Linked DNA regions of Mus musculus: regions 1, 2, 3, 5 and 6 are each linked to region 4. A link is a contact called in public HiCAR-type and promoter capture Hi-C data. All regions are on one chromosome and are shown on one strand. The core of a region is the stretch at or near the end of the contact, and the rest is flanking DNA. Distances in the headings are between cores, read along the strand shown. Region 1 has its middle 5.6 kb from the start of Gm25080. Region 2 overlaps Ints12 (integrator complex subunit 12). Region 3 has its middle 31 kb from the start of Mir6380. Region 4 holds the start of Bdh2 (3-hydroxybutyrate dehydrogenase, type 2). Region 5 has its middle 35 kb from the start of Gm25080. Region 6 overlaps Tbck (TBC1 domain containing kinase).

What was found. Promoter capture Hi-C pulls out the DNA fragments that hold promoters and counts their contacts. HiCAR-type assays count read pairs that join an accessible place to other places.
Region 1: a contact with region 4 is called in a promoter capture Hi-C map of cranial neural crest. The contact joins the enhancer-like site here to the promoter of Bdh2 in region 4. A contact is called at or near these places in 5 of 39 promoter capture datasets (the 3T3-L1 cell line, cranial neural crest, liver and 1 more) and 1 of 115 datasets of contacts at active chromatin or transcription factors (astrocytes).
Region 2: a promoter capture Hi-C map of the C10 cell line shows a contact between it and region 4, with 11 times the contacts expected there. The contact joins the enhancer-like site here to the promoter of Bdh2 in region 4. A contact is called at or near these places in 3 of 39 promoter capture datasets (the C10 cell line, liver and pre-B cells) and 1 of 115 datasets of contacts at active chromatin or transcription factors (astrocytes).
Region 3: a HiCAR-type map of astrocytes shows a contact between it and region 4, with 17 times the contacts expected there. The contact joins the enhancer-like site here to the promoter of Bdh2 in region 4. A contact is called at or near these places in 11 of 39 promoter capture datasets (the 3T3-L1 cell line, 3T3-L1-derived adipocytes, the HPC-7 cell line and 7 more), 16 of 484 Hi-C or Micro-C datasets (B cells, CD4 T cells, CD8 T cells and 11 more), 1 of 115 datasets of contacts at active chromatin or transcription factors (astrocytes) and 2 of 9 other capture datasets (adipose tissue and liver).
Region 5: a promoter capture Hi-C map of frontonasal cranial neural crest shows a contact between it and region 4, with 6 times the contacts expected there. The contact joins the enhancer-like site here to the promoter of Bdh2 in region 4. A contact is called at or near these places in 6 of 39 promoter capture datasets (the 3T3-L1 cell line, frontonasal cranial neural crest, hippocampal neurons and 2 more) and 1 of 115 datasets of contacts at active chromatin or transcription factors (astrocytes).
Region 6: a promoter capture Hi-C map of the HPC-7 cell line shows a contact between it and region 4, with 9 times the contacts expected there. The contact joins the enhancer-like site here to the promoter of Bdh2 in region 4. A contact is called at or near these places in 7 of 39 promoter capture datasets (the 3T3-L1 cell line, the C10 cell line, the HPC-7 cell line and 3 more).

The regions. Positions count from the first base shown.
Region 1 is chr3:137,708,125-137,712,006 of GRCm38.p6, forward strand. No RefSeq gene overlaps it. Among named protein-coding and RNA genes, the nearest start is that of Gm25080, 5.6 kb to the right of the region's middle. Within about 2 kb of position 2,032, at least 5 of the 459 cell types and tissues checked have an H3K27ac peak or open chromatin away from gene starts, as enhancers often do.
Region 2 is chr3:133,107,154-133,111,053 of GRCm38.p6, forward strand. It overlaps Ints12 (integrator complex subunit 12), which reads left to right. Exons shown (of 7, transcript NM_027927.4): 7 at 1,682-3,835. The coding sequence ends at 2,266. Among named protein-coding and RNA genes, the nearest start is that of Ints12, 17 kb to the left of the region's middle. Within about 2 kb of position 1,923, at least 9 of the 459 cell types and tissues checked have an H3K27ac peak or open chromatin away from gene starts, as enhancers often do.
Region 3 is chr3:137,750,518-137,754,462 of GRCm38.p6, forward strand. No RefSeq gene overlaps it. Among named protein-coding and RNA genes, the nearest start is that of Mir6380, 31 kb to the right of the region's middle. Within about 2 kb of position 2,039, at least 96 of the 459 cell types and tissues checked have an H3K27ac peak or open chromatin away from gene starts, as enhancers often do. A contact at or near this core is called in 3T3-L1-derived adipocytes, the CH12 cell line, adipose tissue and 5 more, where this site is marked.
Region 4 is chr3:135,279,471-135,283,406 of GRCm38.p6, forward strand. It overlaps Bdh2 (3-hydroxybutyrate dehydrogenase, type 2), which reads left to right and starts at 1,751. Exons shown (of 10, transcript NM_001172055.1): 1 at 1,751-1,898. It overlaps Gm46826 (a long non-coding RNA gene), which reads right to left. Exons shown (of 3, transcript XR_001783991.2): 2 at 3,695-3,872; 3 at 2,962-3,303.
Region 5 is chr3:137,678,511-137,682,364 of GRCm38.p6, forward strand. No RefSeq gene overlaps it. Among named protein-coding and RNA genes, the nearest start is that of Gm25080, 35 kb to the right of the region's middle. Within about 2 kb of position 2,596, at least 36 of the 459 cell types and tissues checked have an H3K27ac peak or open chromatin away from gene starts, as enhancers often do. A contact at or near this core is called in hippocampal neurons, where this site is marked.
Region 6 is chr3:132,745,118-132,749,302 of GRCm38.p6, forward strand. The region is part of intron 20 of Tbck (TBC1 domain containing kinase); the gene reads left to right. Among named protein-coding and RNA genes, the nearest start is that of Gm30294, 30 kb to the right of the region's middle. Within about 2 kb of position 2,459, at least 9 of the 459 cell types and tissues checked have an H3K27ac peak or open chromatin away from gene starts, as enhancers often do. A contact at or near this core is called in the HPC-7 cell line, where this site is marked.

The DNA.
Region 1 (3,882 bases), core at 782-3,281, 2.4 Mb after region 4:
CAGCCTGCTGAGACACCCCTCCCTCTGCACCCTACTACACGCTACAAAACATAACGTTGGCTTTACAAAACATATCAAAGCTGACAAGGGGTGGAGGTGCCAAGATTAATACCATCAACTTCCTAGCCACCTAGGAAACAACCCCCTAGGCATGCCTTTGAGGACAATCTCCATTAGGTTAACCTGGGGCAAGCCTGTGGAGGACTGTGTAAGCTGAGTGAATTTAGACAGGAAGACCCGCCTGGGAAGTGAGTGGAACCATTTCACGAGCTGAGGATATCAACTAAATAAAACAAAGGGAGCAAGCCCCAGCATCTATGGCTCTCTGCTTTCTGACTCAATGTGGCCAGATGGTGCTCCTACTGCCAGGGCTCCCCCTGCATGACCAACGGTCTCCTCAAAGCATGAGGAAAATAAACCCTTTCTTCCTCAAGTCGTGTCTTACACAGTGTTTTGTTACAAAAGAAGAAGAATGACTAAACAGCTTAATCCTGGTGGTTGATAAATAAAAATGTACTTTCGATCTAAGAGATTTAGATTAATTAATGTAACACAAAAGATAAAATAAGACAGTTCTTAAGTCTTAAAACATCATTTTTCCCACAGAACTATGAAATACTTTTATGGAACTGATGATAATGTTATGAGGGTTGTAAAGATGATGATGAAGAAGGAGGAGGAGGAGACATTGGTGGTGGTGATATGGGGGGTGGGGAGTGGTAGTGGTATGGGTGGCTAAAATACAAGTCTTCATGGCTTCTTAAGCTTATTATTCTATTATCTGCATAACTGCTGATGAACAAAACTCCCTGAGTACAAATGATTCCATTGCTGCTTTTACACAAATAATCTTGCTTTAAAAATTACTTCTCTGTTAAATATTGATCACAGTGCTAACCTTGGTCTCTCACTGCATTCTAGGATTCATTAGGCTATCTTGAAAAACTAGTGGAATTGGCTCTGTGTGTGTGTGTGTGTGTGTGTGTGTGTGTGTGTGTGTGTGTGTGTGTTTGTGTGTTTATTGTTAATAAGTTTAATATTTCCTGGCAAGAGTTCCAGCCATGGATTTTGATCAGTATGGAAATGCAATTTTCCACTGAAACAAAGAAGCACAAGCCACATTCTGACTAGGCTTCTTATTCTAGGTACAGTCTTTATTCACAATCAACAAAAGGGGATCAGAATACAAATGCACGTAATCAAATGTTGCTTTAATTTTCAGGAGAGAGAAAGCTTGTACACTTGGCTGAATGCTTCAGTCATTTCCCAATATTCACAGGAAACTTAATGAGATCCCAACGATGAATGTGAAGATAACGGTCAACATAATTATGGCTATTATGCCAATTATTTCTTTTCCACCTCCATGTGAGAGAATAAACATTATGGTGTTAGTAATTTTTAAATTGAATTCAGTCAACAAATGCTTATTTCACAACGTCAAGAAAAAGACATTGCAGGCATAAGATGTGTTTCCAGGGATAATCACTCACTGGGCTTGAGAAGAAGAAAAAACAAACAAACAAACAAACAAACCCGACAGCATTCTACATAGCTGTTGTGTTAACCCTCTCCTTTGCACTGAGTGTTCACAGTAAGGAGGTCACTGCTGGTCACATCTGAGAAAACATGGCCTTCACAGTGTGGGACCTGAGGCACTGGGAGAAATTAGCCAGATCACAATCTCCCTCCACTTCTAAAATTATTTTGAACTTCGTGCATGTGTACGGTGTATTTTTATCATATCCGCCCACAGTCACCCCTTCGTTCTTCCCACTGAACGTATTCCCAGCAATCCCTCGTCCTATGCCCCAGCCTTTTTTTTTTAATCTTTACACAAGTCATTTTTCAAGATTTTTTTTAAAACTGACGCTTTAGAACAAACCAGATTTGTCTAAAAGTGCCAGAAAGAAAGAATTGGAGACATTTAAAAGTTCTGTCATCGTTCCAAACGAAATGGCTGAGGTTGCCTGTAAGTGTTTGAGCTATCTAAACACCCACAGAAAGTTCTAGGGGGTGAAGTAACCACAGCAGTTGGCCATTCTGCCTACAAAATGCCAGGCAATTGTTTTCTCTTGCGTTTTAAATTACTATTCACTTATCTGTTTTTGCTAAATGTTGGGTCCACTTCAGACTTTCCTGAGCAAGCTTCGAACAGTAATGTTTGAAGAAAGAAATCAGAAAACTCTTCCTATGTGTGAGTGAAGACAACATTCCCTAACAGAAAGAGAATCATATTAAGAATAAAGTATGGCAGTTTGGCCCAATGACAAACCCCCAGCAATAAGACAGAAAGATTTAAACAGGGCCAAGAATCTGCCATGTTGAATATAAGACAAATGAGAGCGGGAGTTTCTGTCCCCTGTAATATACCACCAGCCTTGGTAAGGGACTGGGGGAGGGTAGGGGGCAGATAGATTGACCTAGGAACAGGAAATAGAATGGATATAGGAGGAAAAGGGTGTAGAATGGGAGGATCAAGTGGGGAGGGGGAGGGAAGGAAGGGATGGGGGAGACTATCTGAAAGAGACAGTTAAATTGAAGGGCCATTTGGAGGGTGGTACGGAAACCTGATACAGTAGAGCCTTACATATATGAAAGAAACCTAAAAGAAGCCACCAAACAATAGGGAAAGCAGAGCTCCAACTGAGGTACTGGGTTTGAGTTACATCTAATGGAGTTGTTAGCCAAAGTGGGAACCCCTAAACAACCCAAGCTGTTACCAAAACTGTAGGTTACTCTCCACCAAACTAATGGCAAGATCCTGCTTGTAAGACAACAGCTACACAGCTCCTTGAACACAGAGAATTTCCCTGGTACCTACAAAGAATGCTCCAGTGTCTTTGGTTAAAAAAGAAAAAAGAAAAAAAGACACTGTACTCTCTACGAAAGGAGAAATGTGAATATCAACCCAGCCACAGCCTCAAACCCTTTGATATTCAAGGATGTCCTGCCTCTATGTGTGTGTGTCTGTGGCTTTGTGGGTGTATGTCTGTGCCTGTGTGTGTGTGTATGTGTCTGTGCCTGTGTGTGTGTATGTGTCTCTGTGTCTGTGTGTGGGGGGGAGTGTTTGTTTATGTCTGTGTGTGTCTGTGTATGTCTCTGTGTGTGTTTTTGTGTCTGTGTATATGTGTCTCTGTGTCTGTGGGGGGGTTTGTTTGTGTCTGTGTGTATGTCTGTCTGTGTGTGTGTTTTTGTGTCTATGTGTATGTGTCTCTGTGTGTGTGTGTGTCTGTGTATATGTGTCTCTGTATCTGTGTGTGGGGGGTGTGTGTGTTTGTTTGTGTCTGTGTGTTTCTGTGTGTATGTCTGTGTGTGTGTGTGTGTGTGTGTGTGTGTGTGTGTTTGTGTCTGTGTGTATGTGTCTCTGTGTCTGTGTATGCGTGTGTCTTCCTCAACTTCTCTCCATCTTAGCCTTTGAGACCGTGTCTTACTGGACCTGGAGCTCTCTAATTCTGTCAGACTGACTGTCCAGCAAGGCCTGCAGATCCTCGTGTTTCCACCCCTGGAGCACTAGACTATAGTCACACAACTCCACACTCAGCCTTTTACAAGACATTATGGACCTGAACTCAGATCACGGTGACTGCCTACACAGCTTGTTACCAGCTGAGTCAGCTCCCAAGCCGCTAGACATAGGGGGTTTGTTGGGAGGTTTTCTTTATTTGTTCATATTTCTGTATTTTGTTTGTTTGGCTAGTTGGTTTGGTTTGGTTTGATTGATATATTAGTTAGGGTACCCATTGCTATGAAAAGACACCATGACCAAAGCAATTCTTATAAAGAAAATCATTTAATTGGGGCTGGCTTACAGGTTCAGAGGATCAGTTCATTATCATCAAGGTGGGAGCATGGCAGCTTCCAGGAAGGCATGGTGCTGGA
Region 2 (3,900 bases), core at 673-3,172, 2.2 Mb before region 4:
TTTGATGAGAAACTTTATTATGTGTCTGATGTTGGAAGTGAAGAACACTAATAATTAATTAGATAGGAGGGGAGCATTTATATCAGAATTTACTTTCTACACTGAAGTGTGAGGTGGTGCTAGGTTCCCAAGGTTGTAGTGCTTCATGTCTGTGCATCCTGGTTGTGCTCTACACCATCTGTCACTGTGGAGCAGCCCAGGCCACAGCGGTCATTAGAGTCAGGTGCTCAGCACAGCCACCTTGCTTTCCTGTCCATCCTTCATTGACCACTGGTCTCTTAGTCACTTTAAATAAGTTCTCTTTGGTGGAGCAGATAGTTTCATGTCTTATAGAAGGGAAAGGAGAAAAATGGATTTTTCAAACTGAAAATTAAGTTTGCCACACTGTGTTCTTTGCTTTCATTTTCTGTCACCAGCAGTGTGTGTCCCAGGAATTTATGTTTTGTAAGATGTTTTTCCTAATCAGGATATCATGAGATAATTATATAATGCTATTATAAAAATGTGGCTTTTCAGGACATGTGAACAAAAGTTTCAACTTTTCGTATCAATAAAAACCCCAAAGCACTCTTATTTTGATTGCTTTTTCTGGTGCTTAAAAGTAGTCATATACAGGCTATGTTGAAGGCAACTTTGTAAGAGCTAAAGAAGTCTTGCCTACTATTTCATAAGAGCTCAATTCTAAAATACAAATAGATATTCTAGATACTACATCACTATTTTTATACTTTATGTATTTTTCTCTTTAAATACAGACAGTCCTATATCTGACTTCCCCTTTGAATGCTTTTGTGAGCTTGTCTCAGTGTGAAGAAGGTAGACAGACTGTGAGTGGACAGAAGTCACCCTATATGCTTACAACAGCAATCAGCAATGCTTAGGGCCTCTTGTCTGTCTGTGTAGGAAGTTGATCAGAGAAGCCGAAATGTTAGAGTTGACACGTGAGCCAGGAGTGTGTCAAACCTCCCCAAAATGCCTGTGCCACCCAAGAGGCAGATGCAAAGTCTACTATGTGAAAGTTGGGGTCTATTACTATAGTTTCAATGGAAACACACTGCAAAACTGCTTTTATGAGTTCTTTTTAATGTATCCTCAGTTTACACATCTGAGGATATTTTATAGTAGAATAGATGTTGAAATTTTTGTGGCAACTTGATTATTTTAAGTGAGTGTAGAACTTCTATATAGACATTTCCTTTAACACATCTATCAATGATTGAATCTTTGTCTTAGGTATTTTCTCCTGAGTGTCTTGTGTGTAAACAGTTTTTTTTGGTTTGGTTGTTTTTTTTTAAATTAAAGTAGATTGGATTTAAAAGTGTCATGAGCTAGGTGAAACTTTGGGTGGTAAGAAAAGTGACTTGAAGAACTAAATCTGATTCTCTTCTGTCGTTTGTGACTGAATCTTAGGGCAGTTCCCAAAAAGAATTTCATGTATTTTCTCTGGAGTCATTAAAACAGTGTGGCATTCAGGAACTGCAAGTTGTGTAGCAGTCTCCCTGACTACAGAAACGCCCATGTGTTTCCCAATTCAGCTTCATAAGAACCTAATTTTGTTTTGTTGTCCATATTGTCCATGCATTACTTCTTTATATACAAGTAAGCATTTATATTCAAAGACATACAGGTGTTGATTATATTTGGCTCTAATGTAAGACTTATATTTTTTATTTTTTTTTAGCCATCCACGGTTATTTCAGGAAATTCTTCTAGTAACAACGTGTCCTCTTCAGTAACTAGTGGCCTAACTGGATGGGCAGCTTTTGCAGCCAAAACTTCTTCAGCTGGTCCATCAACAGCAAAATTGAATTCAGCAGCACAAAACAGTAGTGGAAAACCTGCTGCCTCATCCTCTAACCAGAAGCCTGTGGGTTTGACTGGTCTGGCAACATCATCCAAAGGTGGAATAGGTTCCAAAATAGGTTCTGGTAACAGCACTAGCCCCTCTGTCCCGTTGAAACCGCTTCCACCACTAACCTTAGGCAAGACTGGCCTGAGTCGCTCAGTGAGTTGTGATAACGTCAGCAAAGTGGGTCTTCCTAGTCCTAGTAGTTTAGTTCCTGGAGGCAGCAGCCAATTGAGTGGGAATGGAAATAGTGCTACAACGGGGCCCAGTGGAAGTACCACCAGCAAAGCCACATCAGAGACCAGCAGCAGTACCTCAGCATCTCTTAAAGGTCCAACTTCTCAAGAATCACAGCTCAACGCAATGAAGCGATTACAGATGGTCAAGAAGAAAGCTGCCCAAAAGAAACTCAAGAAGTAATATGGCCAGATAGATTTTTATATCATATTACTCTAAAACTTAAAAAACAAAACAAAACAAACAAAATAAAACCCTTACTGGGACAAAAGTTGTAATGTACTGTACCTTAATAAAAATCTTGATCAAATCTCTATTGTTTGTTACATTAAAATGCTAATATTATTTAGCCAAACTTGGATCTATTTATTTCAGTCTGTTTAGCATTTTTAATTTCCATAGTGTGTGAAAATAGTGATTATAATGACTGATGCATGACAAGAGCTTCAAGAAATTGATGGCGCATACAGATGAAAAGAAATGGCTCACCTGGTACCTTATGGGTGGCAGGGACAACTCAATAGAAAGTGTTCCAGCGTTTTATAAAATCTGAAATGTTCAGTGTCAGTCATTGTCCTCATGTCAGCTAGTATCTCTCTCCAATTACCTCCTCTTTTATCAAAATTAATTTTGAAAGTGATTTCCCATAGCTCCCTATCATGTCTTTAGCTCTCAACCACCCCTTATCAATTACTTAGGGCGTTATTTATTCCAGTAGATTATGAATGCTCATACAGTATACTTTCTCACGTTGCCCACTTTCCGTACCTGGCCAGTGTGTGGATATGTGCAGATATGTACATTTAATAAATGCTGACTTGGCTCATCCTGGTTGCACATTCTGAGAATCATTGAGAAGAGTATCCATTTCCAAGAGGCTTGGCAGATGGGCATTTATGACTAGTTTGCACCCAGCTTCTTCCTCATGGTGAAAGGACAAGCTGTTTTTAATACTTCAAGAACGTTTGGTGTGGTTTATCTTTGTATGAAAGAGGCTCCTACCTAATGATTAGTCCTTGAGGTTTCTGTCAGAACGTGCTCATATGCTTTGAATATTGTTAGGATATGGTTTGTCTTAAGGTTTTATGTGTTAGGAAGCATAATCCCCAATATGGCAATGGAGTTGGTGGTTGACAGGTGGAGCCTGTTGGGGGAAGAGTATGCCCTTGGGAAGGATTAATTAGTCCTCATATGTCCACTGACTAATTCTGGCCAAGAGTGGAGTTATAAAAGGCTATCCCAGAATTGACCCTTGGGCAAAATCTCCTCTGAACTCTTGCCGTGATGTGATCCTATATACATGGTCCAAGCCATTGTCTTGTAAGCTAATGAATTACCCATTAGTTTACATATATATATGTATATATGTACATACCCCAACAGAGAATACTTTCTGTATCTGACCAGTAAATGTATTATAGAAAAATAGCTTCCTTTCTTTTTTATAATCAATGAATACCTCATTATTTCCCAAAAATGAATCTTGTGATTTCCTATATTCATTGAGTCAAATTGCTTTAAATCTAATCTCAGTGTATCTTTATCCCTAGATGTTCTAACATCATTATTCTAAAAATAAATTGATAATCATTGTAAAAGAGAAAACTTTTAAATTAAGCTTGGTCTTTTTCTATGGAAGTATTTTAAACTGTTAAATAATGGCGTTAAATTGTTCATAATAAATTAGAAACCAATATTGAAATAAACTCAAAATTTAGAGATGGAATAAATATCTATTTATATACTTAAAAATGTGCCTGTAGATGTTTTTGTTTTGTGAATCACCTTTCTGTTCATTAACACTGGTTTGGTATAAA
Region 3 (3,945 bases), core at 789-3,288, 2.5 Mb after region 4:
CCCAGGGAGTGGCACTATTAGGAGGTGTGACCTTGATGGAGAAAGTGGGTCACTGTTGGGGTAGGCTTTGAGACCTTTCTAGCTGCCTGGAAGACAATCTTTTCCTGGTTGCCTTCAGAACAAGACGTAGAACTCTCAGCAGTGCCATACCTGCCAAGACGCTGCCAGGTTTCCCACCATGATGATAATTAACTGAACCTCCAAGCCTGTAAGCTAACCCCAATGAAATGTTGTCCGTTGTGAGAGTTGCCTTGGTCATGGTGTCTCTTCACAGCGGCAAAACCCTATCTGAGACAAAAGTAAAGACTTGTTTTGCCACACAGTTTGAGGGACTGCCCACAATGGCAGGCAAGTGTAATGTCAGGGCAAACGTGAGGTGACGTCACATTGTGTCTGTGTGAAAAAAAGCCAAGAGAGATGAAAGTTCTGCTCTGTTCGCTTTCTCCTTTTGGAAGTTCAGTGTTATTTTATGTGCCTGAGTGCTTTGCCTGAGTGTACACATGGGCACCACTGGCATACAGAGAATCTAGAAGAGGCATTAAGTCACCTGAAACCAGAATTACTGGCAATGTGAGCTGCCAGTATGGTGGCAGGAAGCAAAGTCTGACCGTCTGCAAGAGCAGTAAGTGCTCTTAACTGCTGTGCCCTCTCTCATCCCCGACACACACACACACACACACACACACACACCCAGGCTCCAATTTCTCCTTTGTGTTCAATCAGATCCCAGCCTATGGGAGAGCTGGACATACTCAGGGTAGTCCTTCCCATCTCACTTAAACATTTCTGGAAACACCCTCACAGACACACCCAAGGGTGTGATTCTAAACCCAGTCAAGTTGACAAAGAAGCTGAACCATCACCACTGTGAAGATTTCACTCACAGGCAAGTGACTAAAAACTACAGAGCATGGGATTTGACCACCGGTCCTTCTGGTTCTAACTCGGTCCTCACTGGGCTCGGCTCGCTGCACTGCGCCTCACTTTCTAGTTTGACTTTGAGGACTCTGACCAAATGGACTATTCATAGTTTTACATGAAGCTTTTCAAGAATGAAACAAAAATCCCTGAAGGTGAAGCAGCTCCTGTCAAAACAGCAAAAGAAAGCCTGAAGGAAAAAAAAACATGTATTAATGCCCCATAGGACATTAATGGCTCTCTGTCCGACTTCGGAGTCATGGCACCTTCATGAGGTGCTTTGGTCTGTGAAGTGCCTACAGTTTGATTTCTTGGTTTATGCTTTTAGTGCACGGACTTCATTTACTTATCTGGGATGTGGGCTTAAGCTGAAGAAGTCTGGGATGCAGGCAGTGGGCCCATCGCCGTTCTGAAAGCATCATTGAATTCTGACTCACCATTTATAGACACTGCCCTGGGCACTGTGTCACTCCCCTCACACCCCATGTCCCGGGTCACTATACCCCTTTTTGGTGCCTGCAATGTGATGACGAGCCATGTCATCAGATAAACTGCTCTCTTCTCTTCATTTACTTGATGTAAATACAGCCGGTGGATGTCACACCAATCAAACAACGCCCGCCCTTCGGCTAGCCAGTGCTTTTCTGCTACTTTGTTGTAAGCACATTGGACCCTCTGAGTCAGGCAAGATACATTGTAGACAACTGCTGGTTAACTCACATCTGAGTGGTTAAATTTAGACTTTATTCTACTGTCCTGAAAAGGGCTAGTTCCCCTTGGAATGTGGGTTTTGTTCCATTCTTGCCAAGTTTCCTGTAAAACTTTTTTTTTTGTTTTGGTTTTGATTTGTTGTTGTTGATGATGGGATGTTTTTGTTTGTTTGTTTGTTTGGGGGGTGTGTTTTTTGTTTTGGTTGGTTGGTTTTGGTTTTTCGAGACAGGGTTTTTCCTTATAGCCCTGGCTGTCCTGGAACTCACTCTGTAGACCAGGCTGACCTAGAACTCAGAAATTGGCCTGCCTCTGCCTCCCAAGAGAGAGGCAAGCCGCACAGGTAGCAGATCCCAGACTGTGGTTCTGGGACTGGCCAATGGAGGGCTCCACGGGCCAATTGCAAGCTGTCTGACTGAAGGCTCTGATCTCTCTCAATGTCTCTGCTAAACTGAGCATTTTTAACAACTTCGTACAGTCGCTGTGAAGCATACAGCGCATATTAGTATTTCACATGTGTTCCTTTCCTTCTCTTCTACCCCAGCCCCAACCCCCAAAATTAACGTTGCCAATTAAATTTGCCAAATAAGGCAAAGGCTACTGAGGTCGATTGCAGCTGCAAGATTAAGTCTCTCTGTCCCACCCAAGTGCTTAAGAAGTGTCCGGCACAATCCAAACTCCAAAGGATGTTAAATGCTGTTCCCCTGCCACCCACTCTAGCCGCCAGGGCCCCAATGCACATTAAAATAAGATTAGGGCAATGATTTAAGCTGAAAATTGGGCTGCCAGAGAAAGCACCGGCCTCACTCCTGGGGGATTAACTATACCTATGGGTACAGAGGCAGGCGCCTCCGGCTAGCTGACGTCAGCGCCCCCGGGTTGTTTTTGCCCCCCGCAGTGTGGGAAGGAATGGGAGTGGGGAGGATGCCGGAGTGCAGTGCCTCGCCAGCGCTAACATAGCCCACTGGCGCCCTCTCGTGGTACTCAGTCGAGTTGTTTCCTTTAAGAAAACAAAGCCAGGAGCCTCCGAATAGATAACTAATGGGACTTCCATACTTGTCCTCCTTCTCTTCCCAGGGTATGGAGAGTTTCCCAGCACGGTCACGGTCACAGAAAGCTGCTGATGAGAGAGTACTGGTACTGCTTTGTGGCAGACCTGAACAAACATCCAGTTTAGGAAGTGATAAGGACTTCAATATTTGGAGAGAGTTCTGGAATGTTCTTAGCAGTCTTCACAAAGAAAGCAGACTGCAGCAGAGGAGAGAGATTTAGACTGCCCTCCGTGAGCCAGCTTCTCATGGCGACAGCCTGGCTGACACTGCAAATGAGGCCCTGTGTTAGATCCACTCCACAGACTTAAGACAAGGCGTGGACCAGAGTCTCCAACAGCCTTGCTCAACAACAAAACAACAAACAGGAGGCAGTTACAGCTCCCGCCTTTCTACTTCCTGTGTCTATTTCACGAATCATGCCGAAAATAAGCAGTTAAGCTCTATCGTGCTGAGGAATAAATAATAAATGATTCTGACTCGACAGCAGGCAGATCTGGAGAGGAGAAATATTTTGTACACGCTGCCTTACTTCAGCAGGTGAGAGGAAGAAGACGCGTTCTGCAGACCTCCACCTGCCAATGAAGCACTGTGGTTCACAGGAGACAACATTCACTCACATCCCAACACAACCAGAAACATACACACACGTGTACACACACACATACATAGACACACAGTCATACACATCACACACACAGACACACACAGACACACACAAACATATACACACACATACACACATGCATAAACACACAGTTACACATACACACACAAACATATACACACACATACAAACATGCATAAACACACAGTTACACACATACACACAAACATATACACACACATACACACATGCATAAACACACAGTTACACATACACACACACCAGAAATGTAACTTGGTAATGTTTGATTAAGGAAACAGGAAGCCATTAGCTATCTCTGAACTCTGAGCTCCTGTTACAAACCACCACATCAACAAACTGAACGAGTATTTATTTGTTCACTTATTTATTTTGAAACATATTGGTTCCCTGAAGCCCAGTCTGGCCTTGAACTCCTGGTTGTCCTGCATCTGCCTTCTGAGTTCTGTGCATTCATACCTAAGCCACCACACATAACAGGTGTATATGTTTTGTCACAGAAAGCAGGGAGTTCAGTCCATCATCAACAGCCCCATCCTTCAACCAGTTATAGGCAGCCTCCTGCACTGGTTTGCCTTCTGTTGATATGATAAAACATCAAGCAAAAAAAACAAGTGGGGAAGG
Region 4 (3,936 bases), core at 501-3,000:
CATTGAGATCCTGTGTGAAAAAGCAAGCTGGGTAGCTTCCACAGAACAATACCAACTGCCCTCTGCCTTCCATGTTTACCTAAACACATACACAATTTTAAATGTTTACGTTAATCCTAAGTCATAACTCCTTGTAAAACAGTTTGAGTTTGGGGCAGGGGTCCTGCTTTTGTTCAGGATTGAAACCACATACTTCTGAAAGTGAATCTTCTTCCTTTGAGATTAGGTCTTACTATGAAACCTACTTTGTCCTCGTTAATCTCCTACCTCAGCCTCCCAAGTACAGGGACTACAGATAGGTCCCTTATTTGGGGGAGAGAGGCAGAGACAGAGACAGAAGTTAATCCTGGAGCACTCTCATAGTCATTAAAAGCAAACGCCTTTCAAAGCCCTGGCAAGTTGAGGGAAAGACAAGTCTATTAGAGCAAGGAGCACACACAGAAGTGTCTGCTGTAATAAGCTGCCGTTTATCCTGCAGGTGTGTGGCAGACGCTGGGCTTCACCTGCACACCATGTCCCCTCCTCACCACCCTGGCAGAGCCGCTGTTTCCTTCTCCTCCATATAAGAACGCAGAGCCGCTGTTTCCTTCTCCTCCATATAAGAACGCTGTAGGTTGGCCAGTTTACAGGTCCTGCTTACTCAGCTATTTCAGGGAGACATAGGATTTATGTCTTTTTATTTTTAAACTGGGCTCTTTTTTCCCCTTTGAGGGGGTCAGCTGTTCTGAATAAGGGTCTTCTGTAGTCCAGGCTGGCTGTGAAGTTCTAAGCAAACTTTGTGATGCTCTTACATCTATTTGTGCTCGGTGCTAGCACTCTGGGCTTTATACCGTGCTAGAGACTGAAGCCAGGGCCTGAGGCAGGAGCTTGAGGGAGGAACAGAAAGCACCCACACACTGAGCAGCACAGGAAGCCACCCTGTGCCTGCCTTAAAGGACCAGCTCTCTGTCTTGCTCTGCTCCGTCCAACCCACGTGCATCCAACTGACTGACTGTGAAACCCACACTTTAGGAGCCACTCAGAAAGAGGAGCAGAACCCAGAACCTTCTGGGAGGCATCACTTTTCTCTTCAAGAAGGAAGCCCTCAGAAAGTACAGCCTGCGTCCCCAGCAGACCTGCATGGCTGGCCAGCCCAGGTGACAAAGGAGGCTCGCAATCTGATAGCTTTGTTTTGTAGCCTTTGCAGTGCCAGAGCCCATGGCAAAGTGTGCCAAATGTGTCGAGCCCCTGGATTTATGCAGGACATTCACACATGACCTCCATGATCACTGTGACACTAGCCAGGTTAACTCACAAGTCTCCGACCCAGCCAAGACCTAGCCCTTTCCTCGTGGCTCCTGTAGTCTTCAACCAACTTGATTGCATGATATTTTGCTCTGTTCATTTCAAGATTCCCATCCTAGCTGGGTGTGCTCCTCGGCTCAGGCCCAGTGCACTCAGGATGCCAGCATTCTGCAGCTGAGGGATTAACGTCAGAAACAAGACTTTAGCCCCAAGGAAGTTTTCTTTTCCCCGCTCAAAGCAATCTGGGTTAAGAGCTAGGAAGACCAGAGTATTTAGTGCCTCGGGTCCCTTGTGTGTTTTCCAGCAGCCTTCCACCTTCCTGGCCATTGGATCTGGCCTGCTAAGTAACTTGCACAAACAAAAGACAGGCCTTTGTTTGGCGTTCACAGTTCCACGTTCTGATCACTAGATGGCAGCATGGACACATCTAAAGTGCACGGCTGTGGCAAACACTTCTTAAAAGCTTACTTAACAGGCATTAGCAAAAGGACTCGGAGGGGACCTGAACTCCACCTCCCAGCGTGCATTAATCAGCATGTGACTTCTCCTGCGCAGAGATCTGAAGTTTGTCTCCTGAAGGAATCTGGAGGACTGTGTGGACTCACTCTTCTAAAGTAAGATATTTTTTTCTAATCACTTTCGACAAAACTTTTGGGGACTGAGAGTTGTAGCTTGTGTTGCCATCTTCTCCATATCGCCGAGTTGAAGATGCATCTTCAGTTAGTGTGGGAGTTGGGAATCCTCTTGTATTTATTAGAGTTTGAAAATAGCCAAAGAAAGACAACTGTTCCAGTATCTGTCCTAAGTAAACTGGCTCGTGAAAATATTTGGAATTCCAGAAAATACTCTGAGCCTTTTTCTAGTAAAAAGAAATTTAGGGTTTTAGTACAATCTTTAGAAGTAGGAAAGTCATTATGTTAAGAGTGGGTTAAGTTTACAATTTCTGGACGTATTCCCACTCTAAACCCCACCCTGTTACCCCCCCTCCCCAAAAAAAAAACAAAAACAAAAAAACAAAAAAACCCATGTTGCCTTGAGACTGCTTGGAGGTCAGCTGGAGAAAGGTTTAGAAGTAAACAGAAACTAAATTTTGTGCCTGGTTGCTTCTGGGTGGTCTCGGGGGTCATGGAGGTGCTTAAGAGAGCACTGAGCAGGTGCCTTCACTGATTCTCAACCTGTGGGTCGCGACCCCCACGCCTAGGTTCTATCTAATTAGATATTCTGAATGTCAGGTGTTTACATTATGGTTCATAACAGCACCAAAATTACAGTTGTGAAGTAGCAACAAAAATATGGGTCACCACAACATGAAGAACTGCGTTAAAGTGTCGCTGCATTAGGACGGTTGAGAACCAGGGCTTTGGTGGGCGAATACCCAGGGTCCCTTAGTGAAGGCCCTGGACTGTGAGTTTCTTATGCTGTACTCAGGGTCGGGGGAGGCAGGGACGGCTCATCCCTTCCTAAAAGCACAAGTTAGCTTTCTCTCAACTCCTACCACACTCTAAGTGAAATTTCTCTCTGCGTGCTACTGGTAAAAAGCAAAGCAAAGCGTACTGCATCAGAATTGGGGAGACGCCATGAAGCCAGATCCTGTTACCCAGCATGTGCGCATGATTGGATCACAGAGTGGGGGTCATCAGTTGGCTTCAGAAGCCCCTCTTACCGTGTGACTGTGTCGGGCTGGATCTCAGAGGAAGGCTCTAATAGGAACCTAACAGGATGGCTTTTATTAGGGGAGATACTGTTGTGGGAGAAAATGACAAGGAACCAGGTGACGATGGGAGAGACTTCAGATGGATCGAGGCAGGGAGAAGGCAGAAGTGGATTTGGGGGTGGGGGCACCCTGAATGCTTCCTTCAGTAGGGTGGGGCTGGGGACCCTAAGGAGGCTAGGGAGAAAGAGTTCTGTACGTCATCCATCACGGTCTGCTCCAGGGTGGGAACAAAGAACAAAGGTGTCCTCCGGGTCAATGGAACCTCAGTCCTGCTGGAGGTGGGAGACTGCAGCATTCTCTTGAACCTGTGATTGGAAGGCATTGTATTGATATGATGATAGCTGACTTAGCCTCACCCTCACAGGAGACCAGGCTCTGTCTGTCATCTGTGAAGCACTGCCCACCCCCACCCCCTCCCCATCCCTGCTTCCTTGCCAGCTACTTCTAGACAACTGCACCCATTTCCTGATCCCAATCCCTAATGGCCACTGCCAGCTCCGTTCTGGCAAATCTGAAAATCTCCCATGCTTTCCCCAACTCTTTCAGTGCCAGCTGCGGACATGAAGACCTAGCACTACAACCCCTGGAGTTAGGACCAAGTATGGAGGACTGGAAAGTCGAAAGGGTACAGTGGGGATGCGGGGGCAGGGAGCACAGCTATGGGAGGAACAAAAGCAAAAACACCTAACAGCTTACCTAGAGAACAGGTCAAGTCAAAGGAGAGGACAAAGGGGGTGCTGGAGAGAAGGTCCATCAGTTAAGATCTCTAACTGCTCTGCCAAAGGACCTGGGTTCAATTCCCATCATCCATGTGCCGCTCACAACTGTCAGTAATTCCAGGGGCAGGAGATCTGACACCCTCACACAGACACACCTGCAGGCAGAACACAAAGGACTTGCTAGCTGTCGACCCCAGGCACCCCATCCAGCCAAGATGG
Region 5 (3,854 bases), core at 1,346-3,845, 2.4 Mb after region 4:
AAAAAACAAAAACTAATAAGACCTACTGAAAACTCAGGGTCTCCTGAGCAGGCCTTGAGGAATGGAGAGAGAAAGGGCCAAAAAGGAAGGGATGCAATCTGGCCTGCCATCGCCAAGAGGATTTGAAGGGGAAGTTTCTGGATATATCAGGTGATGCAGACTCACCTGGTATTTTGCTAAGACCAGAGGACATGTGATGTTTGGAGAGAATATGAATATAAATAGGACTCAATGGACAATGTCAGTGTGCTTACATAGCTAGCCTTGTAAATCTTTGTTGGTCTCCAGTCTTCATCTTTACTGATCTTCACTCATTGAGAGGCACAGCAGAAAACTCCTGGCTGGTGGCCGGGCTGATCCTGGTTACTCTTGTTAACTTGTGCAGATTTGGTGGAGACTGGGCTGTTTCTGCTGCAACCTGCAGATTCATGTTTTAGGTATCCTGATACTGCTGAGCTGTATTACCAGTATCCTAACAAATGGAGATTGGAATAGCCTCACAGAACTACTTCTAAACAGGTCCACATTCCCTTGTCCTATTTACCATCTTTTCTCCCCTACCTTTGGGCAGTGGGCTAGAAGAGGTGGGTGTCAAAAGTATTTGAAAACCCTTATTAGGAGTAGATTTTGAAAGATGTAAGCCTACAAGGATTCATTACTGAGTCAGGTACAACAGGACTTGGAAGTATCGAGAAACATGGGGTAAGACTATGTTCTGTAAGGAGGATGGCAGCTAAAGAAATGCTTTTATTTGCTTCTTTATTTGATTAGTTGGTTGTTTAATTGGTTGGTTGGTTGGTTGGTTGGTTGGTTGGTTGGGTGGGTGGTTGGTTGGGTGGTTGGTTGGTTGGTTGGTCAGTTGTTTGCTGTTTTCAATTATATGATTGGGACTGGTTTGGTTTGGTTTGGTTTGGTTTGGTTTGGTTTGGTTTGGTAGACAGATGCTGGGTATGTTGCCCAGGCTGTTCTTGTCTTAATCTTTGTGCATGTGCCCAATTTCTGGGATAATAATATGCTAGTGTTGATATCAATTGGTAATTGAGTTCCCTACTGGTTTGACCTGAAAAACATGAGTTACTAGGTTGAGACATAGCCCAACTGTCATACAGAGTTCAGTTAAATTTCTAGAGGTTCCTTATTGCAGCACAAGTAATTTTATCATAAAGAAGCTTTATTCACCAAAGATTTATGCATGGAAGAACTGCCTTTTTTTTTAACCAACATTTAAGATTAAATGGCTCTCTCTCTCTCTCTCTCTCTCTCTCTCTCTCTCTCTCTCTTTCTCTCTCTCTCTCTCTCTCTCTTCCTCTCCTCTTAGGATTGTTCCTCCTCTGCTTAGTTGTCTTGGCATGTCTCCTTCCTAGACTAGAGTCACAGTTCAGTAGAGAATACTGGCTTGCTGCTCTTCAAAATGGTTGCCAACCCACAACTGCAATTGGGTTTGTACCAGAGTTGGCAGTGTGGTCATGATCCCCTCCCCATGTTTCTCGTATAGTATTTTCTTATCACTTTGCCCTCTAAATGAGACTCACCTGCTCTCCTTGATACCTAGCATATTGATTTAGAGCCTGGTTGGTTTGCGTTTTTTGTTTTTCTTTTTTTTACCAGAATCATTCAGCATAATAGAAAAAATATCAGATCTGGCTTCCACGGGTTTTCAGGGAAGACAAATAACAAGCAACACTGAATGAAGAATAAAGATGAAGATAGCCACACTTGCTAAACATACAGAACAATTACTAGTCTGTGTCTACCATGTTTCCATGTTTCATGGCAGCAAGAAGCTACCAAAAAAATATCTTTTATTAACTTTGGCTTAATTTCCCATCCCCTTCATAGGACAGGACTATTCAATTGAAAATAACTCCTGAAAATAAAGCCAGTGTTTGCAGTTGAGTAATCCTCTCTGGACTTTGTCAGGTAATGACATATGTGTGTTTTGCATAATTACTCATATGTGGTCATATTTTATTTTCTCAAATACAGCAAACTGCATGCACTTCCCCACCTGGCTCTGTGCAAGGGGTATGTGTTAGTTTCCTCTTGACTCTATCACTGCTCAACTAAAAAGAAGTTAGTAACAATTTGAGATTATTTTTAGCTGTCTCTAATTTTAGTCAAAACAAACAAACAAGCAAAACTGTAGGTATTAGGAATTTAGCTTGGTGCTAGAAGGCTTCACTGGTAAGCAAAATATCCTGGGTTCATTCTCAAGTTCTAAAGAAAAGAAAAGAAGAGAGGAGGGAGGGAGGGAGGGAGGGAGGGAGGGAGGGAGGGAGGGAGGGAGGGAGGGAGGGGGAGGGGAAGGAGATGGAGAGGGAGAGAGAGAGAACTATACCTACAGGAAACAGGTTGAAAGAAACAATACTTTTTTTTCCATTCCATTTCTTTGAAGCAGAAGAGAACAGTCTTATTTCCAAACAGAGTTTAGGTTTTAATGAGCAGAGTGCAAATGGCAGTACCCTGCTCATCCAAACAGAGATGCATCTGCTCAGAAAGTGATTAAAAATCCGAAGAGCCCCAGAGCTTGTACAGCTTCCACCCAGCCTGGCTGCAGAGACTCTGGGACTGAGCCAAACCTTCCAGAATGCTGGCAGCCACCCTACTCAGTATCTCCCTCCAGACCAAAAGGGGAAGCAGTAAACAAACCCATCCATCACCTGCAACTGGGAAGTGCTGAGAGCCATAAGTTTCAGCCACTAGTACAGAAAACGACTGAGAACTCTCCATCCATCACCTCTCCCGCTACAGCCAGTGTAGTTCCATGCTTTGAGGACCTGTTAAAGGGGTGGAATTCAGAATACTAAGCAGAAAGAAGACAAAGGCTCCCAACTGCCCATGGGGAAGGCAAGGCAGCACTAATAGTTTTTAGTTTGCTTGTTTTAAATAGGGGCCAAGTCTACTTTGTATTTTTGTACTTTAAAAATCTTAACACAATTCTCTGGGATATTTATATTCCTGGGGGAATACAATCAAGGTTCTGTCACATGAGATGCAAAAATGGATTGTTCAGTAGCTCACTCAGTCTTTCCTTTTAAAATATTTACCAAGGGGACAGTGAGGTGGCTCAGCAGGTGACAATGCCTGCTGTTGAACCTGACAACCTGAATTAGATCCTCACACCCCATATGCTTGGAGGAAAAAACTGACTCCCACAGGTTGTCCTCTGACGTCCAGGTATGTGTATGTGCACGAGCACTCGAGCACACACACCTTCTTAGAAAAGAATGAAAGTAATTATCAATCACTTTCTTGATTCTCGTACAATTTGCTTTCTAAGGAAATGTAAGATACATAAAAGATATAGGGACATAAAACACAGTGTCTTCTACCAAAATATGGTCATCTGAAAGTGTGGGTAGGGATCCATGTGTATACTTTCCACCCTCCCTATGAACAGATTCTGTACCCCAGGTTCAAACAACTCCAAGTTGAAACTATTTGAGAAAAAGTTGTATGTATGCTAAACACATGTGTACATTTTGGGCCATTATTCCTTGAGAAATACAGTATAGCATGTACACTGCATTGGGTGTTAGGCAGTTTGAAAATCTGGAAAGATATGCCCAGATGTTAAACAAACACTGCCCCATTCGATATAAGGGATCTTGGTATCAGCAGAGGTCCTCTGTTTCTGAAGGGTGATTACACATTCAACTTTTTTTTTTAAGGACAGGAAGGTCTCATACCATGATGCATAGGTAGAGGGCAGAAAGTAACTTGTGGGAATCAACTCTCTCCCTCCACTGTGTGGGTGTTAGGGATCAAACACAGGGTGCCAGGCTTGACAACAAGTCCCTTACCTGCTGCGACATCTGTCAGCCTTTAGTGCTTACATAGTGGGCGTTATTACT
Region 6 (4,185 bases), core at 1,209-3,708, 2.5 Mb before region 4:
TCATCTTCGGCTGGGTTTATATATGCAAACAGATAGTAACTCAGGGTCACTGTATGTTCTTAGAGTTAATGAGAACCCGGGAGTTTTGTGTTTGTATTTCATTGATCAGTAGCTTTTGTGGCATGTATAGTCTGATAACAACTATCTATACATAGTGGCACAAGTTCCAGGGGTCTCAGAAAGCATGATTTGGAGTTCAAGGCCAGCCTGGGCACTATAGAGAGGCAATGTTACACACGCGCCCGCGCGCACACACACACACAGAAAAATTTAATAATGTTAGCTAAAATCATATATTTGAAAAAACCTGTTTCCCTCAAAACAAGAGAGTGCATTTGTTTTATATTTTTTGTCTCTAAATTAAAATGGTGGGATTCTTGTAACCACTTCTGTGTTCAGTTTGTTGTCGCTCATTGTTTCAGTTACAAAAGTGTTTTAAGCTTACTAGGAATGTGCAATCTGAAACCATATCAGTGAATTTTTGATCCTGTATTCCATTGCAGTCCATTAGTCTGCTTTGCACTTCTAGTGTCTTTTTCACCCATGCATGATATTGTATTGTTATATGTCAGTAATTTGCAAAATATTTATTAAGTGAGTATGAAACATTTTATTATACAAAATCCAAAAGAAATCACATTTGTTAATGTCATCACTGTTCATGTAACAAGTTTAAACAGGGAGGTAGCTCAGAGTGTACAACCGAGAAGACCCAAGTTTATCAAACACTCACTCAACTGCTAGCTGGGCATGGTGACCCCTCTGCGATTGCAGTGTGTGGGGGGCAGAGACAGGACATCCTATAGTAATCTAACCAGCAAGCTCTGGCCTCAAGTGGGAGCCTGCCTCAGTATATAAGGTAGAGACCAACTGAGGAAAAGACCAGTGCCAACCAGGAGCCTTCACATGCATATCTATCACAGACTTGAACCCCTACACAGTCATGCATGTACCAGACAGCAGTCTTGTAGTGTTCTTTTAAGTTTTATTTCATTTTTAGTTATATTTCTCTGTGGAAAGGTACGTGCATGTGTGTGTGTAGGCTCTTATGGAGGCCAGAGTTGTTGGGTTCCCAGGAACTGGAGTTACAGGTGGCTTTGAGCTGCTGAAGGTGGTGCTGGAAATCAAATTCAGCCCCGCTGGATGGGCAACAAGCTCTTAAGTGTTAGCCTATCTCTCTAGCCCCTTTTGTAATATTATAATTTTCATCTCAGCTCAAGCTGTTTCTTGAAATAACAAGCTTATTTTGCTCATTTTTTTAAAAAAAATATTGATCAAATACCCAAGCTTTAAAGTATTATTTGCCTGTCATTCTTTCAAGTAAAAATAGTATCTCTTGAAGAAAGCACCTTGTAGTCTCATAGCTCAAGCGACTATCCAGCTCCCCCACAGTTTAGACCAGAGCATAGTTTCCTGCCTCCTAAGTCATCTCACAAATTGTTAGGGAAGAACTGTAAAGGACCCATAATTGTACCCCTTACAAACATAACTGTTCTACCTTGGGCCATTGTCATGATTTCTGCAGTGCTGTCCACTCATGCCTTTGCACTATTAACATAAACCTCAATCCAGTGAAAACAGTGACTGGAGCCTAAGGATGCCATGCTCACACTTTTGAGAATTTATATATCATACTTGTGAGACAGACTTACAGACTGGGAGAGTCCTTATGAATTACCCTGGCATTCTCTTTTCTGTCTCCTCCACACTTCCTGCTTCCATCGTGTGTCAGGGTACAAGGAAGTTCCTATCCAGGTGCATCTGGTTCTCAGCCTTGCTGCTTGCAAGGCAACCTTAGAATAACAAATCTCGTTCCTGTGTTGTCTTGTTACTCTTGTGTTTTTAAATACAATTACAAATAGCTTATTGGTAATGATAAAATAATTCCTATGTGGCTAAAATAAATGCAACATAATTCTACTGAGATCATTAATATTTTAAGAAAATACAGATTTATAAAAGGTGCCATATCTCTGATTTCAAAGAAGAAACAACTATCATTTTCAGATAATCAACAGTGTAGTGAAATCCTTAGGACCCAACCTGCTGCTGTTTCTCCAGCATTCTACAGCTCTAGTGAGCGCTTGCCAGTTCTTGCTTGCTGTTGCTAGGGGGCAGCATTTACTAAGCTGACAGCTACAGACAAGTACATTGTCAGGTCAGGCTAACATTTGCGATTGGACGAATACTCAAAAAATGTATAACTTTTTATTGGTTTTAGCATCTAACTTAGAAAAGTAACAGAAACTATGTGTATTTTTATATTTATAGCCTAATATTTAAACACTTAGAACCATTAAAAAATAAAATCTTTCTATTGTTCAAAATTATTTCAGTATTAGTTCATATTCTTAAAACTGTAAAACAGCTTGAGAAATTATGTAAGGCAATATATATAAAGTACTCTGGGCCTCACAGAACAAGTCTTGTCATACAGCTACTTGGGAGGTTGAGGCAAAAGATGCAAAAGTTCAGGACTTTCCTTTGTTACAGAGGGCTTTGGGCCTAGACAACTTAGTAAGAGCCTGTCTGAAACTAAAGGTAAAGGAAGGCTGAGGATGTTCTTGAAAGACTCGGGCCTTGGCGTCAATCCCTAAGTCCAAGCTTCCCCTTCCCTCTCTCAGCAAGGAAGGAAGGAAGGAAGGAATTTAAAATGGAAAAGGGACATAGAAAGAATAGAGGAATTGTGTCTCACGTATCGTTATTACATGTCTCTAGTCTCAGTTGTGTCGCTAAGAGGCATCTCGTGCGTGCGAGGAATGCTGGTAACAGTGCCTGCAAGTCTCTGCCTTATCACTGCACATGCTTCCCGCTACTCGAGTAAACTCTTTAACGCACCTGTCATCACCTGTCATCAATGCGTGCGTCTGTAGAGCTCGAGGTGGGGACACTTCCTGTGCTTCCTGCTGCTTAGTGTGATAATGTTCTTCCGGACAGAGTAGTCAGCATGAACTCCTTTCCTCGTCCTTTCTTGCTTCTTTGAAGACTTCTCAGGAGGGCATGATCTCAGGAGCCTTTGCTTCTGTACTCTGATAGCTCCATTGTGTGCTTCCTTCATTGTTCAAACAGATATTTGGTTGCCTCTATACCCTGAATACATTAAAGGACAGGGGTTAAAAAACGTTTTCCCTCATGTTTTTGTGGAAGTATATGATAAAAAGTGATGGGGCTGGAGAGGTGGCTTGGCAGTTGAGAACTCCTGCAGAGGACCCAAGTTCTCTGCCCAGTCCTCACATGGTGACTCAGAGCCTGTCAACTCCAGTACCAGGGATCGGATCCCTCGGCTTCCTGTGGTGCACATCACTCATCCTTCTTAATAGAAATATAAAAGGTTAAAAGGCAAGGAAATAAAAAATCGTTTACAATGCCCATTTGCTAATAAAAGCCATAGTAAATAAATAAATAAGTAGATATTGTGAAAAAAGATATAAAAAATAGACAATGTGATATATTCAGTATATATTGGTAAATTCTAGAGAAATGAAGAACTGAATTTGGACATATGTGTTAAGTGTTTGAATGGAGGAAGAGTTGAATTTTTAAATGAGATTGCCAGGAAAAGCTCTCAGGAAAGGTGGTTTGAAGTCAGTTCCTTATAAAAATGAAATAACAAGCAAGCAACAGCAAGCTCCAGCCTGGGTGGGAGGGATACACTAGAGATGTTAAGGGAATAGCCACTGTGAGTGGAGCATGGTGAGGCCACATAGCAGGAACTGAAGGGGAGAGCATTTTGAGTGTTATACATATATTATCACCACTGGCTTTATTTCATCATCACAAAGAAACAAGATGCTTTTGAATAGAATGGTGACCCATGGTGTAACATAACAAGATCACTCTGACATCTCATTGGCTGAAATTCAAGAACAGATAAGGATAGAGTGTCGTAGATTAGTCATAGCTATGGAGTAAGTGGGTGTGTGATGGGGTGGCTTCAATCTGGATTTAGCAGTAGAGGCAGGAGAAGTTTTCGATGTTCACAGATTAGTTGGAAGGTAGACGAGCAAGACTGCTGGTGACAGATACATGGTGTTTTAGAAGAGTGCACTCAGGAACAACTGCAAACCTGTGCTCCAGCAAGTGGAAGGATAAGGGGTTCTTAACCCGATGTAGAGATGTATGTTTGGAGTTACAGAGTATGGAGGAAGTCTCGGGGTCAATTAACGGTAGTTGATTGATAAAAAG